2 separate regions of the Mus musculus genome follow, and region 1 is linked to region 2. The links are chromatin contacts, called in public Hi-C maps. All regions are on one chromosome and are shown on one strand. The core of a region is the stretch at or near the end of the contact, and the rest is flanking DNA. Distances in the headings are between cores, read along the strand shown. Region 1 overlaps Lhfp (lipoma HMGIC fusion partner). Region 2 holds the start of Lhfp (lipoma HMGIC fusion partner).

The links. Hi-C and Micro-C count contacts between places; a contact is called where the count stands out from the background.
Region 1: a contact with region 2 is called in a Hi-C map of cerebellar granule neurons, with 4 times the contacts expected there. The contact joins the enhancer-like site here to the promoter of Lhfp in region 2. A contact is called at or near these places in 1 of 39 promoter capture datasets (3T3-L1-derived adipocytes), 1 of 15 datasets of contacts at CTCF or cohesin (pro-B cells), 19 of 484 Hi-C or Micro-C datasets (the C2C12 cell line, the HL-1 cell line, Sertoli cells and 12 more), 8 of 115 datasets of contacts at active chromatin or transcription factors (T-cell acute lymphoblastic leukemia, cardiomyocytes, embryonic midbrain and 4 more) and 1 of 9 other capture datasets (adipose tissue).

Annotation. Positions count from the first base shown.
Region 1 is chr3:53,142,711-53,150,100 of GRCm38.p6, forward strand. All of the region lies in intron 2 of Lhfp (lipoma HMGIC fusion partner), which reads left to right. Among named protein-coding and RNA genes, the nearest start is that of C130075A20Rik, 54 kb to the left of the region's middle. Within about 2 kb of position 5,966, at least 13 of the 459 cell types and tissues checked have an H3K27ac peak or open chromatin away from gene starts, as enhancers often do. A contact at or near this core is called in the C2C12 cell line, cerebellar granule neurons, cerebellum and 1 more, where this site is marked.
Region 2 is chr3:53,038,633-53,045,119 of GRCm38.p6, forward strand. Lhfp (lipoma HMGIC fusion partner) reads left to right here and starts at 2,915. Exons shown (of 4, transcript NM_175386.3): 1 at 2,915-3,142; 2 at 4,487-5,059. The coding sequence starts at 4,675.

The sequences.
Region 1 (7,390 bases), core at 4,716-7,215, 110 kb after region 2:
TGTTAGCTACCACGTGGGCTTTGGGGATGGAATCCAGGTCCTCTGCAGGAGCAGCCGGTGCTCTTAACTGGAGAATGGTCTCACAGATTTTGAGGACTAAGAATGTAATCCTTCTCCACTGCTCTTTTGAATAGTGTGAGAGGAGCCGAGCACTGCCTGTTTGGCTGTTGACCCGTTTGTCACTTTTAACAGTGTGCACAAAGCTGCCTCCTGGAGTAGACTCTTGTGTTTGTGACAGTCTCCAAACCTCCAGTATTATACTCATTTGAGAAGCAGCTCACATTTCCTATACTAACGAGCTCTCAATTTCTACTCCATGAAGTTGAGCTTTGACATAGCATCAAGAAGCAGTGCCTAAAAAGACAGCAGAATTGTCCTCTAGTCTCTGACACCTGCTCATTAAGCACAATCAAATGAGTTAAGGACATTCACACAATTTTTGTAGACTTTTAATAATAAACAAAAGCATGACTTCTGGCTGTTATTTAGGGTCAGCCCTCATTTGGAATGATGAAGGCTGGGTAGTCCAGCAGGGATCAACACTGTTCCCTCTTGACATCAGTTTCCTTGGTATGCTAGTACTTTCTTTTATTCTCTCAAAGGGGCTCAAGGTGGCCCCTGCTTTTCATGCTGGGAGATTGTGCTTTCTCTCTGTAGTGACAGACTGCAATGCCTCTCTTATCTTGGCAACTCTGTATCTGGAAAGAATCAAGATACCCTGACCGCAGTTGGCAGTAATACTCAGTAAACCTCTTGGGATGATACAGTTTATACCGATATCCCAGAACCCATCAATGGCTGGCAATCGCCTCTGTCTGCCTCTGAGATGTCTGTTGACACTACCTGAGATGGGCTTGTATATCTCCCTCCCATTTAAACACAATAGAACAGGATTGAAATGCATTTAGCTGATCTGATCTATACTGTTGACAGCAAAAGCTCTACCCTCTCTTTAGAGCAACTGTTTTTGCCTCAGGTAGCTGTGCTGTGGGAACAAAAAGCACTCCAGCAGGTGGAAATTCCCTACCCAAATGGAGGCTGTCAATAGTGTTTATTGAGCGCTCCACCAGGTAGAGTGGAGTGATGTAAAGACATGGAATTCTTGCACTTAACACCCAGGAACAGCCCATCCCCACACGGCAATGAACGCTTCCAGTCTCACTAAGAGAATGAGACCTGGAGAGATGGTACCAGGCATTGACAACATCATGTAGGTAAGGAACGGTCAGCCAGACTTAGTTCCAGACCTGGGTGACTCAGCTGTCTTTGAAGCCTTGAGCTGATCACTTATCCCTGAGTGCAGGTTTTCTTCTCAGCAAAACAGGAAGAGCAATAGGTTGTTGCAAGGATTAGACATATTGGAGTGTATGTCACGTAGCCTAGTACTTAGCAGAGGATCAGGAAATGCCAGTCATCCTCATCACCACCACCACCATCATCACTGCCACCACATCAACCACCATCATCATAATGGCTATCATTTTAACAATAAGTTAATTCTGATCACCAGCCCAGGTGTTGAATGTAAATGCTATGAACCATCAGAGTCAAATCCTTTCATCGCAATTTCTAGATTGTAAGAATTGAATTCATTCATAGTTTCTTTTATTTCCATTTTGGTTCCTTCTCCTAAAAATGTCCTCCTTTTCATAGCTACGCCCAAGTTGGCTAGTTCTTGTTTATGCTGTAGTAGAAGGAAGGAATGTGTAAGCATTTGACATTTCAAGGTTCTTTATAGAAAAGGCACCAAGGAAACTCCCTTAATCTGTTTTCTATTCTAATCTTGCATTTATCTGAAATCTAGTAAGCAGCAAAATGAGTTTTTTTTTTTTTTTCTTTTAATCTTCTTCCTATTTCACCCTACTGACCTGCGGTGTCAGCGGCGAGCTGGGCAATGACTGCGGGTTGGCTGTGAGATGGGAAAAGGAGAGATTCCTGTTGCATCCTTTCAGAACTAACTATAGAATACCTTAAAAAAAATGCCTGAACCTTATTCGCTGAATCTGACTTACAAATGAACTTTCTGGAAGGTATTAAAAATCCCCAGAGGCATTGTTGGAGAATAGTGATGTTGATGCTGAAGATTGTGGGATGCACCTAAAATGTCCCCGTCTGCGTTTTGTATGCGACATAATCTTTCTCGATGATTTATCATCCTTCGTATTTTGCTTAATCTGATATCAAACGTGGTTTGTATTCCTGTAGCGCTCACTGACAAATGAGAGGAGGGTGAGCCCAGAACACACACACACAAGGGATGAGCACATTTCGGGAATAGGAAATGGGCCATGAGGAAGGCCAGAGATTTCTAAATGGATAACTGTGCCTCGTCTGCAGACGAGAGAGGCCGCGGTTGGTCATCTGTTTGCCACTGTAAATATCAGTAAGTCCCTCTGGCTAAACAAGGGAAGGGAGAATGTCCATCAGTCATTGTGAAGGTAATGGCAGTGGAAGGCAGTCAGATGTGTGACTCCCTCCAGGAGGGGCTGTGAGAGACCCTCTACACATAATGAAAGACAACCCTGCTAGTTGTGAATGTTGATTAGGTCCAGCCTGAAAAAAACCCAGGATTTAAAACTCCCACAATTGAATCTAATCTCCTGATTGAATTCTTATTTCTCTTAAAGGAAGTCTGCATTGATAAAATAGGGACTCCAAAGGAAACATACATCATCGTGTGTGTGACGGGAGAGGGAACAGGGGTAGGGGGGCAGGAGGGGTCTTTGTTGTCTATCCATACTTGATTTCTGTGGTAGCATCAATACTGCTTAGAAATGGGGATTCAACGAAGAAATTATTTTTCTGACCAGACAGATTTCCTCTGACTAAATTTTCTAACAATTTAAGCAAAACAAGAGACACCTGATAGAAATTGTAGTTTATAACAAGTATGTAAGAGTTGAAGCCTGTGTGTCCGTGGTGGAACCACACTGTGTTCACCACTAAGAGGGGAGCACTCCCTGGGTCCACACAAAGAATGTGTGAATTAGGCACTGAGAGTCCCTGCTGGCTGTCCAAGTGCTTAGGAGGCAACATATGAACCTGCGGCTTAAGGAGGCTTGGATTGGCAAAAAGAAAGAGGCTTGTGGGCATAAAGCCATATCTCAGATGGAATTCTATAATTAATAAGTATAGAGAAATAGCATCCTAGAAAAACCAATTTTTGTATTGGTCTTCCTCCTAATGGATGTTTTTAGATTAAAAAAAAAACCAACAAAATAACAACAACAACAACAACAACAACAACAAAAAAAACAAAAAACCCTAATCATTTAACTAAAAATGTCAGTGATATTTCTTGTGACCCAGTCAGTAATCTGAAAGGTAAGGATTAAGCTATCTTAAACACCTGAAATCTGCCAGAGGGAAAGCTAGACGCAGTCCGTCTTGTGTCTCTCCCTTCCTAATGCAAGATCCGAGGATGTGCTGGGTGAATATTTTGGCCCATTCCCAGATCTTGGTCAATAGCTATTTACATTGGTGTCTCTATCTTCTTTCTCTGCTCATCGATTTTTGATGCTTCTATAAACTCTTAAATTGGGTCCACTTGGATTCCAAAACCAGGGAGGAAAACTGCATCAGTTTCCATCTTTAAAAAAATAAAAATAAAGGAAATGGAATCTATACCACGACTTTACCATGATATCATCAAACGCTATTGTCTGGGGAAGAATTGGATGATGTGTTTAAAAAAAAAAAAGTAACCAGGAAGACAGGGCTTTGGACTCTCTCTCTCTCTTTCTCTCTCTCTCTCTCTCTCTCTCTCTCTCTCTGTGTGTGTGTGTGTGTGTGTGTGTGTGTGTGTGTGTGTGTGTGTATGTGTGTGTGAAACGTTTTAATGTTAGACTGGAGTTAGGGACACAGAAAGGCTTCGTTTTCTGGTTGAGCTGCAAAGTCACAGTAACTGGAGCAGTGTCTCAGTTCTTTGCATCAAACACAATTCCCTAAGGGAAAACCAGGCAAGCAAGGATGCTCACTGAGGGCTTAAGAACTGAGACATGGCAGAGATTAGGCCACAGAAATCCTTCCACCTTTTAGTGGATGTTCAAATAAGTCTCTTGGGTAACATAACTATTTTTCAGATTTAAGTGTCATTCAGTAAACTCTGTTCATTTTTAAAATATGAATACATGTTCATAATATGAACATTTGAAAACAAAAGTTATAACTATAAAATAAAATGCAGTAATAATTCAAGATATGGGATTACTCCATATAATGCATACATATAAAAATCTGTCATCTATCTGCCTATTATATATTAATATGCACATAGAAATATCTATTGGGTCTCCATTACATATATGAACTGTCTCATGTAACTTTAGAGCTGAGAAGTCTCACGGGACCTTATGTGCAAGTTGGAGACCTAAGAAGATGAGTATAGTTCTAGTAAAAGTCGACTTCTCTCAGGAGCCTGAGAACTAGGGGAGTATGAGTGTTTGCATATGCTCCGCCCAGTGGGTGGCACCATTAGAAGGTGTGGCCCTGTTGGAGTAGGTGTGGCCTTGTTGGAGTAGGCGTGTCTCTGTGGGCATGGGCTTTAAGACTCATCCTTGCTGCCTGGAAGCCAGTATTCTACTAGTAGCCTTCAGATGAAGTTGTAGAAATTCTTAGCTCCTCCTGCACCATGCCTGCCTGGATGCTGCCATGTTCCCGTCTTGATGATAATGGACTGAACCTCTGAACCTGTAAGCCAGCCCCAATTAAAAGTTGTCCATACAAGAGTTGCCTTGGTCATGGTGTCTGTTCACAGTAATAAAACCCCAACTAAGACAGGGAGCCATGGTATGAATCCAAGTTCAAGAGCAGCAACAGGCTAATGTTCCTGCTGACAGATAGAAAGCGAGAGAGTGAGTTCTGCTTTCTCTACCTGGGATTGTAGAATAGTAGCTCAAATAGGGAAGGTTTTCTTCCCTACATCTAGTGACTTAAATGATAATCTCATCTGGAAACATACACTTATAGACATGCTCAGAAAAAATGTTTAAGTACCACTTGGATCAGTCAGGTTGACATTTGTGCAATGGAGCCAGACTCACAGACACTCCTTTAGGCTAAGAACAGCATAAATTATATGTTTGGCTACAGTTGATTAATAGAAACAACAAATACTCCATTTATATGAAAGAATAGCTTTTTTTAGATGGCATAAAGCAAAAAGCACTGCTGGTACCATGCCTAGTCACAGGTGTAAGCTCAAGGTTGCTGTTTTCTGTATTAGTTTTCACCTCCAGTGCTGTGAACTTCTTTATCTGAGTCATCTGCTGCACTTTGAGACCAGGGGGAGTAAGTATAGTCAGCAATTCATTCCTCACGGCAGGCCCACATGCTGTTGTCTGTCCTGCTGCGTGGAGATGCGGGGTGGAGGGCCATGATAACATTAACTTTTCACTGGTAACTGCTCTGGCTTTGTTTGTTCGCTGACCACTGAGACGCCTTTCCTATGATGTCACTCAGCATCTCCAACAGCCGTTGCTTCGGGTTGCACAGTTGTGCTGGCATCATGGTGCCTATGGAAAATGAAGGTTGTCTTGGAAAGTCCTGTAGGTGGCTTATAGATGGTCTCTGTAGCATTCATGAGCTGTCTGATTTTATCTGGGGTCAGTCGTGCTGCCAACACAGCACCCTTTTAACTCATTCTATTCTGACATTAATGTTTACTTTCAAAACAATGCAACGGGTATTATTGTGTGATTATTCCACCAACTTAATCAAATTTATAAGGATTGAGCCTCCACTTGTCATTAAGAATTATTCGTTGGTGTCAACTTGACCTAACTAGAATCACCTGAGAAGACAGAACCTCAATTGGGGAATTGCTTCCTTAAATTGACTTGTAGACATGTATGTGGGGAATTTTCTTGATTGGTGATTAATGTGGGAGGGTCCAGCTCTCTGTGAGTCGTGCCACCTCTGGGCAAGTGGGCCTAAACCGTATAAGAAAACAGACAAGCCAGTAAGCAGCATTCCTCCTTGACCTCAGCTTCCATTCCAGCTTATGAGTTCCTGACTTGAGTCTCTACCCTGGCTTCCTTTAATGATGGACAGTTGCCAGGAAGTGTAAGATGAAACAAACCCTTTTTTCTCTTAAGTTGCTTTTGGTCAGGGTTTTATCACAGCAACGAGAACCAAATGAAGACAATACTTAGCTGAGAAACTACCACTAAATGCACAAATAAAGAAAGTGTGCTGTATGCACACCATGGGATCATGGGATACCATCCAGCCCTAGAAAGGATGAATGCCAGTCTTGTGCACCTGCAGATGACCGTGTTAAGCAACACTTGCCAGTCGCAGGAAGAGCAGATCTCATTCATATTTGGCATCTGAAAAAGCATGATTTAATTCAATGTAAGAACATAGTGGCAGGGTCAGCAAGGGCTGGGGAGAACAGAGGAGGGGAAAAGGCTGCTCTCAAACTACCAAGCTTCAGTCAGGAGTGATGGGTAATAGTGTGCAACTACACATCTGGGCAATACAGAGAATAATCTACAAAAGTTAGAAGTCAATATTTCAAGGTTTTCGCCATAAGTGACAATAGTCCAAGACTATGCATATATTTACCTTGACCTAATCATTAAAGGATTCATACCTATATCAATCCACCATATGGGGCCCTGTGATATGTACAATTTCATGGTGGTTGGTTTTCTATTTGTTTTCTGGTTGAATACTGATTGCTTGGGTTTTTTTTTAATTATTATTGTTTTTTCATTTTGTTTTGTTTTGAGATAGAATCCTGCTATTTTTCTAGGTAGTCTAGGCTGGCCTGAAAACTGTGGTCCACCTGCCCCCTGAATGCTGGGATTATAGGCATATGCCATCATGCCTGGCTCAATCTTCACGTATTTGTGAATCAGCTAAAATAAGTGTTAAGAGGTTATTAGGTACATGCAATCTCATTTCTCATTCACATTACGCCATTACATTGCTTAGGGTCATATTTAAGCTCCTGCATGTGGTAAGTAAGAAGTCATGATCAGGCCCCACTCAGACTATGGACTTTTTCACTGCAGCTTCCCATACATTCCATTCCTGTATGGCCTACTTCTCTCCCAGATGGCTTTTTCTGCCTGATATGTTACCCCCACCCTGACTACCCATCCCATCTGCTGTGTAGCTCTCTGAGCAGAATCCTGGGGCCATTTGGAAAGAGATCAGATGGAAAGCACATTGGAAGCCCAGATTTCTGGGTCACATCTGAGCTAGGGTATATATGAGTCTCTCAAAAAGCAACGTTGGGCTCTATTTTTAATAAGCTCAATGCAAAATGTAAGGAGTACTGAGCTTCAAAATGAATTCCTTCTTTGCAGGACCAGATCTACCATGGACACAAGGGAGGCTCTCATGGGCTCCGCACAATCTGTCCCATCTCTCCTTTCTATCT
Region 2 (6,487 bases), core at 1,665-4,164:
AGGCATGGTGGCACATGCCCATCATTCCATCAGAAAGAAAATTCAAAAGGAAATAAGGAGCTGACATTGTGAGAATGTTGGGTCATGTCCCTATAGCCTTCCTATTCTCATAAATACAAGATGGTTGTTGTAATGCCAAACATTTAATGCTTTAAGAACAGGAGCAAAGACAGCCAGGAAGATGGGGGAAACAATCTCTCAGGCTTCCCTGCTTGAGCACGGAGTATTTTCCCCCAAGTTCTCCTTAGTAGATTCATTGGCTACAGGGACATTGAGTAACCACCACGGAGTTTAAGGGAAGTCAGAGGAGCATCTGTTGAACAAAGGGGGCGGGATTGGAAGTAACATTGGATAAGCAACTGAAAGTGTTGTCATGAATGCCCACAGTCTCCCATACCTCCATGATACCATCTGACTACTCAATAGCCCTGCTTAAGGCAAACATTCTGCTCCCGAGCCTGGAGCAGGAGGTACATCAGCATCTGCTGTGTGGGAACTTCCGGCTGTGAAGAAACTTAGGGATCCTTTGAAGATGTAAATCGAATGCAAAGGTTTTCAAAGATAGCATAATGCATGTGCTGGTAAAGTATACATGCCAGAATCTGGAGGGTAATTCAGAAGATTTTATAGCTTGAGAAGATAATTATATGGTGGGATGAAAAAGAAATGAGTTGTGATTCTATAGCTGCCTTGAGTGAGACACTGGAAGGATCCAGACCTGTCACCTCATCTGTGCAGTCACCCACTTGCACAGATTAGATGACCCCTACCTCCCTTCTCCGAGGTAGGAGTGCCCATATTGCCATCACACTGACAGTTCAGAAACATTAAATGGAATTGGTTTCAAGCTCTGTTTTACAAATGAGGGGACAGACTCGTCTGAGTTGGAATGTCGAGTCCCAGGAAGTGCAGCCCACAAGGACTCCACACATGATGAATATTTCATTCTGATAGGATTCTAAGCTTTTGACTTCTTCATTTCTTCCTTTTTCATATTAGCCAAACCTCTCCGGTAATGTTTACATTACTTAATAGAATGCAAATAATGAGATTTCTTTTTTTTAGAAGTCTGTGTTTTAATCATATGCTTACAGGTTAATCAGCTGTTTCTCTGTGAAATGATAACTGCCTTCGTGGCTTTTCTCTCCCTTTTTTTGAGAATTAGATGAAGTCATCTATTCATACACCCAGTGTACTGACACGCAGTAATGAAAGAATTTGCAACGGACGCCTCCTTGGCAATCCATGTCACTTTCTCAAGCTCCTCTAAGCTTGAGAAAGTGTCCTAGACTGGATACCCGGTGGGTAGTGTGTGAGTGAGTGTTTGTGTGTGGGTGAGTCTGGCTGCCACTGTATAATTTTGTCTAGGCTGGTATCTGCTACCTCCACATTACATAGATATGAGATATGTGATAGCCAGGCGGTGGTATTTAGCTACAAGTCAGACCTGTTATTATATGGCCACCATGCTCAATAACTGGTGATTTGCACAAGCAGAGTTAAAAAACGTACGTTAACAAAGGAAAACTTCAAATCCAGATCTCTAAACCTGAGGTTCATGGGTGAGCTAAAAACCATGTGACATTTTGAAACATGACTTCCCAGCCTTGGCCCTACTCACACTTCAAGCTAGATGATTCTGGGTGTGCCCTGTGTAGTTACAGAGCAGACTCCTGGCTTTATGGACTGGCTGCCAGTAGGGCCTTCCCAGTCTATGGGTCATGCTTACCCCAAATATCTCCAGACTCTGCCAAATGTCTCCCAGGAACTATTCTTTCCTCTTCTCAAGACTATTGTGATAAACTTAATGTGTATTACATCGCTTTCCTGGGAGGCTCATTACCTGTATCCTATTCCTACAAAGGAAAGGCTTGGAATCAATCACTTAAAACCTTTCAAACAATCCTGAAACAACCTGTCTCCAGCTGATGCCGCCCAATTCAATGGTGCACTCGAAATTTTATTATGAAATATATTCCTACCCAGTTATTACTTCCAGCTGCTTTGAAAAAGGCACATCACAAAAACTGCATCTAGGCAAGTATGTACTTCAAAAGTTGCTGGTCCCAGATGGCAGCTTCCTAAAATAACTGTCCTCTGTGGAGACTCCAGAGGTCAGTCAGTCACCCACAGAATACGGCTCTGGCTTCCGAAGGGTTAAAAAGGCTGATGGCAAGTCAGAACTGGGCAGGGCCTGAGAAGAAATCAAAAGGAGCAGATTTCAGAAAGGAAATTCAAAGGTTGTGTAGATAGATGTTAAAGCTGATCATGGGTTGGGGAGTGGAGTGGGTAAGAGGCAGGGAAGGGGACGGGAGGAGAAAGGAGGGTAGCAGAAAGAGGAGAGAGGGTGAGAGGGGAGGTAAGGGAGTGGGGGGAAACCCAGGAAAGAGGAAGAGGAAAAAGAGGAAGAGAAATGTCTTGAAAGAAGTTCCCAAAGGTTTGCAGCTGTTGGGAGAGGCTGGCAGGGGAGTAGCCTGCCTTCTTTCTTTCTGGCTTTGCCCCCACGGAATCCAGCAGCCTCGCATGGCGTGCCCAGCCTTCTCTTTCCTATGTCCACACCCGTCATGCTCTCTGCCCTCCAAAGTGACCACTTCTCAAGAGCCCCTTAAAGCTCATAGACATCGCTCTCCCCATCTCTGAGGCTACTTCCCATCCTGGTCCTCATAAAGGCCGCGCGAACACTGCAGCCCCAGACCCCAGGGTTTGACCCAGAAAAGCAAACAGGGGTCGGGTGTGGCCTCGGCGCCCCCGGGGAGCTGCGGGGAAGGCGAGCAACTTTCTCCCTGGATTCTCAGTCTGTCTGCCGCCCCCACTCTCGCGCGTCCAGGACTGCGCGGCGGGGCCGAGGGGAGGGGACAGCGGCAAAGGGAGGGCGGGGAAGAGGCGGCGCGTGCCTCGCCTGCCAAAGCTGGAGCCGGCATCCACCGTGTTCCCGGGCCGCACGGCCGCAGCCGGCGGGCTCTCCGGGTGGGTCCCCCTGACCCTCCACCCCAGCTCTCCAGACTCGCCTCGATCTCCGTCGGGATAGTGGCAAAGGCAAGAAAGACAGTCTTCTTTGGTGCCGCGCTGTCCCCGCCAGGGAAAGACAGCAAGTTGTGCTGCGCCCGGGACTCGCGAGGGACCGCGGCCGCCGCCCGACCGGGTAAGTAGCGCGCCCCGGGGCCCCGTGCCCGGGTCCCTCCTGTCTTTCCGAGTGGCATAGTTCAGCTGAGGTCCTGTCGGCCTCCGGGGGGTGCTGCCTTCCTTTCCATCCTTATCCGTCCCTTTCTCAGAGCCGGCTGCAAGAACTTCCCCGTGCCGCTTTGCATCCAGAGATCATTGTGTGTGTTCCTGTGTGCTCCAGGGTGCGGTGCGTGCGTCTAGCAGTTTTGGGGGAGGATGGTGGGTTTAAGTTCATCTGGACTAGGGTAACTCACTCCAGCTGAGAAAGAGGTCCCTTTCTTCCCACTCCCCACCTTTAATGGTAACCCCCAGACCAACTCAACTTCAGCCTCTGCTCACAGCTGACACGATTTTAAAAACCGTAGCCAGAGGGAGCTCCCCTTTGGGTAGAATCCAGAACAGAGGGCGAGCAAAGTGTAGGAGACTGGAGTTTGGAAGCAGTTTGCAGATGGAACCCGACGGGGTGGGGGTGTTCTTCTGTGTTCTTTGTGGAGAGTGTAGCCAGGTGTGCAAGCCAGCCCACCTCATCGAACCCTTTTGAATAGCTGACTTGACATTAGGTATTGGAAAAGAGTGAGTGCTTGGTCTGAAATGGCCAGCAGGTGAAAGCACTGAAGCCAAGGAGTCAAAATAGGAGGCGTGAACACATTTGCCCCGGAAAATTAAGACAGAAGGCGTTTTTAGTGTTATCGAGTACTGGGGGTGTGTAACTATATATCACCCGATATATACACCCGAGTGGTGAATACTGTTAGTTAAATTTACAGTAACTGGGGGTGTGTAACTATATATCCAATGTATACACCTGAGTGGTGAATACTGTTAGTTAAATTTACAGTACTTCTGTAATTGTATGAAGTTCCCACTATCATGTTGCTTGGTTGGCACACTCATCAAGTGATGCCGAGGAGTGGCTAGAAACTAAGTGTGAACTTGCAAGCCAAATAAACAAACTACTGTATGGTCCATTTTATTTTAATATCCGGAATTATGTCTCCTGCTAGTAAAAAATGCTACATTGCTTTTAATGTGAGTATGTGAAATGAATTCACTGGCTTGGCAAATAGAAGCCATTCGTTTCTTTAAGTAAATAGCTGTCAGAGTTAATTTGGGAGCATTTTTACAGGAGATAAAGACGTGGAAAAGCTTTGAGCTAGTTTGGCAAAACTTGTATAGAGATGCGTATGGAGAGAATTAGTTCTTCCCACTTTTGAAGCGTTGAAGGAAGTTTGAAGTTTCCTAAATGAAAACCGTGGAGCTTCTTGAGACGTGTAAATATGCTAGACATACTTAGCTTTCCTTGTTTCCTATTCCATTTTACCAGGGGCCACCAGCCATCTTCACTCCAAAGTATGAGAAGCTGATCGCGGTAATACTGAAACTCTGTTACGGCAAGTAGCTACATACGCCTTGAAGAGCGGTGGACTACCTGGGAGTTTCTTGTGACTACACGCCTTCCTTCACACCTTTAGTGCAATCACAGCGGACCCTCATTGCACTGCCTGTTGGAAGATGGCGTCCAGCCTGACTTGTACTGGGGTGATCTGGGCTTTGCTTTCCTTCCTTTCCGCTGCCACCTCCTGTGTGGGGTTCTTCATGCCATACTGGCTCTGGGGGTCTCAGCTAGGCAAGCCTGTATCCTTTGGCACTTTCCGGAGGTGCTCCTATCCTGTTCACGATGAGAGTCGGCAGATGATGGTGATGGTGGAGGAGTGTGGGCGCTATGCCTCCTTCCAGGGCATCCCCAGCACCGAGTGGAGGATCTGTACCATAGTGACAGGCCTTGGCTGCGGCCTGTTGCTCCTGGTGGCTCTCACTGCCCTGATGGGTTGCTGCGTGTCGGAACTCATCTCCAGGACTGTAGGAAGAGTGGCTGGGGGAATCCAGTTCCTGGGGGGTAAGTGACTTTGCCAAACTTGAATTGTTTCCATAGAATCTCAAAGCAGTATAGAAAATTATGTTTCATTTGTCTTCTGATGCTTGGTTGTAATTGGCATTTGGAGTACAAGAAAAAATAGATCTGAAGTGGCCATGGTAAGAGATCCAGCAAAGTCCAAGATTTTTGCCAGAATTCTTTTTACAGTGTCAGGGTTCTTCATGCCTGTTCATCCTTAAATATATGCATCCGTGGCCTGCTGGGTACAACCTATGAGACACAAACATGTATGGGCTGTGTGTAACATATGTGCTAGGGAGATAGTTGGTATTTCATAGCATCTTTTTGTCCAACAGTAGACCCATGGATTGTTTTTGCCTTGCTAAACACTTGAGGTCTTTAGAGGCAAAGACTTCATAGAAAAATGCAAAAGGTGTCCGATTCAATACTGTGATCATGATGAAACCCCCGTAAGACTCTCAGTGGATATAACACTGACCTTTGTTTAATTTTATAATACTTTTCGAAGTAAGTTTCAGATGCCCAATTTCATCTTGGCAAGTATATTTTTTCACTATGTTACAAATACAGTTCTAGGCTGATTACAGTATGAGATCTTAACTTCTTTGGTAACTTTTTCTGTGAGGGGAAAGAAAAGAATACAGTGTTTAAAGAATGGTGTGTGCTGTCCCAAACGCGCTGGATAGTCTCAGTAACACCAGACGAGGTCTGACTTTCACTTGGCGCGCTTCCAGCCAGTATTGCTTCAATATCTCTGGTCATATGGTTCTAATTGCACTTTATATGTTTTCCACTGGGCCTTTTCACCTCCATCCCTCAACCTGACTGGCTGAACTTGTCTGATTTGCAATATGGCCTGGTGAAATATGACAGCCTGCATAGATGGGACAGACGGAAGGGAAACAGGAAGCCGGGAAAACCTGAGAAAGTGTGTGTGGAACTTCATAACAAAGGAAAAGTGTATTATTCTTCCACTCGATAGTTTTCTTACAGTCTTTTCTGAAGACTCCAGAAGAAAAGGCCCTTAAAATGGCCATGTTTGAGGCATCCAATACAGATTAGAGAACCCCTTATTTCAGATTATTTATCGTACAGCTTTGTAAGTCAGCGTGCTGAGAATGGGTAGAGCAAAGCCACTTTGTGCTTCCCGGCAAGACTTAGATTTATGTGCACGCCTTTGTGTTCTTATCTGGAATTAGCTTCACTGGGGTTTCCCATCTTACACTGTGCCGGGGCTGGGGGTGCTATGGGGGCTGTCAGTCGCTCCTGCCTGTTTTCCTATTCCTTTATTGACTTTAATAGACATGTTTCTACAGAAATGTAGTAAAACTCTTAGGAAACAAGGAGGTTGTCATTGAAGAGTGTAACTGTAAACACAGTGTTTGAAAACCTGTTGTCGCAGATTTTCAGAGCAGGGCTAACGCTAGG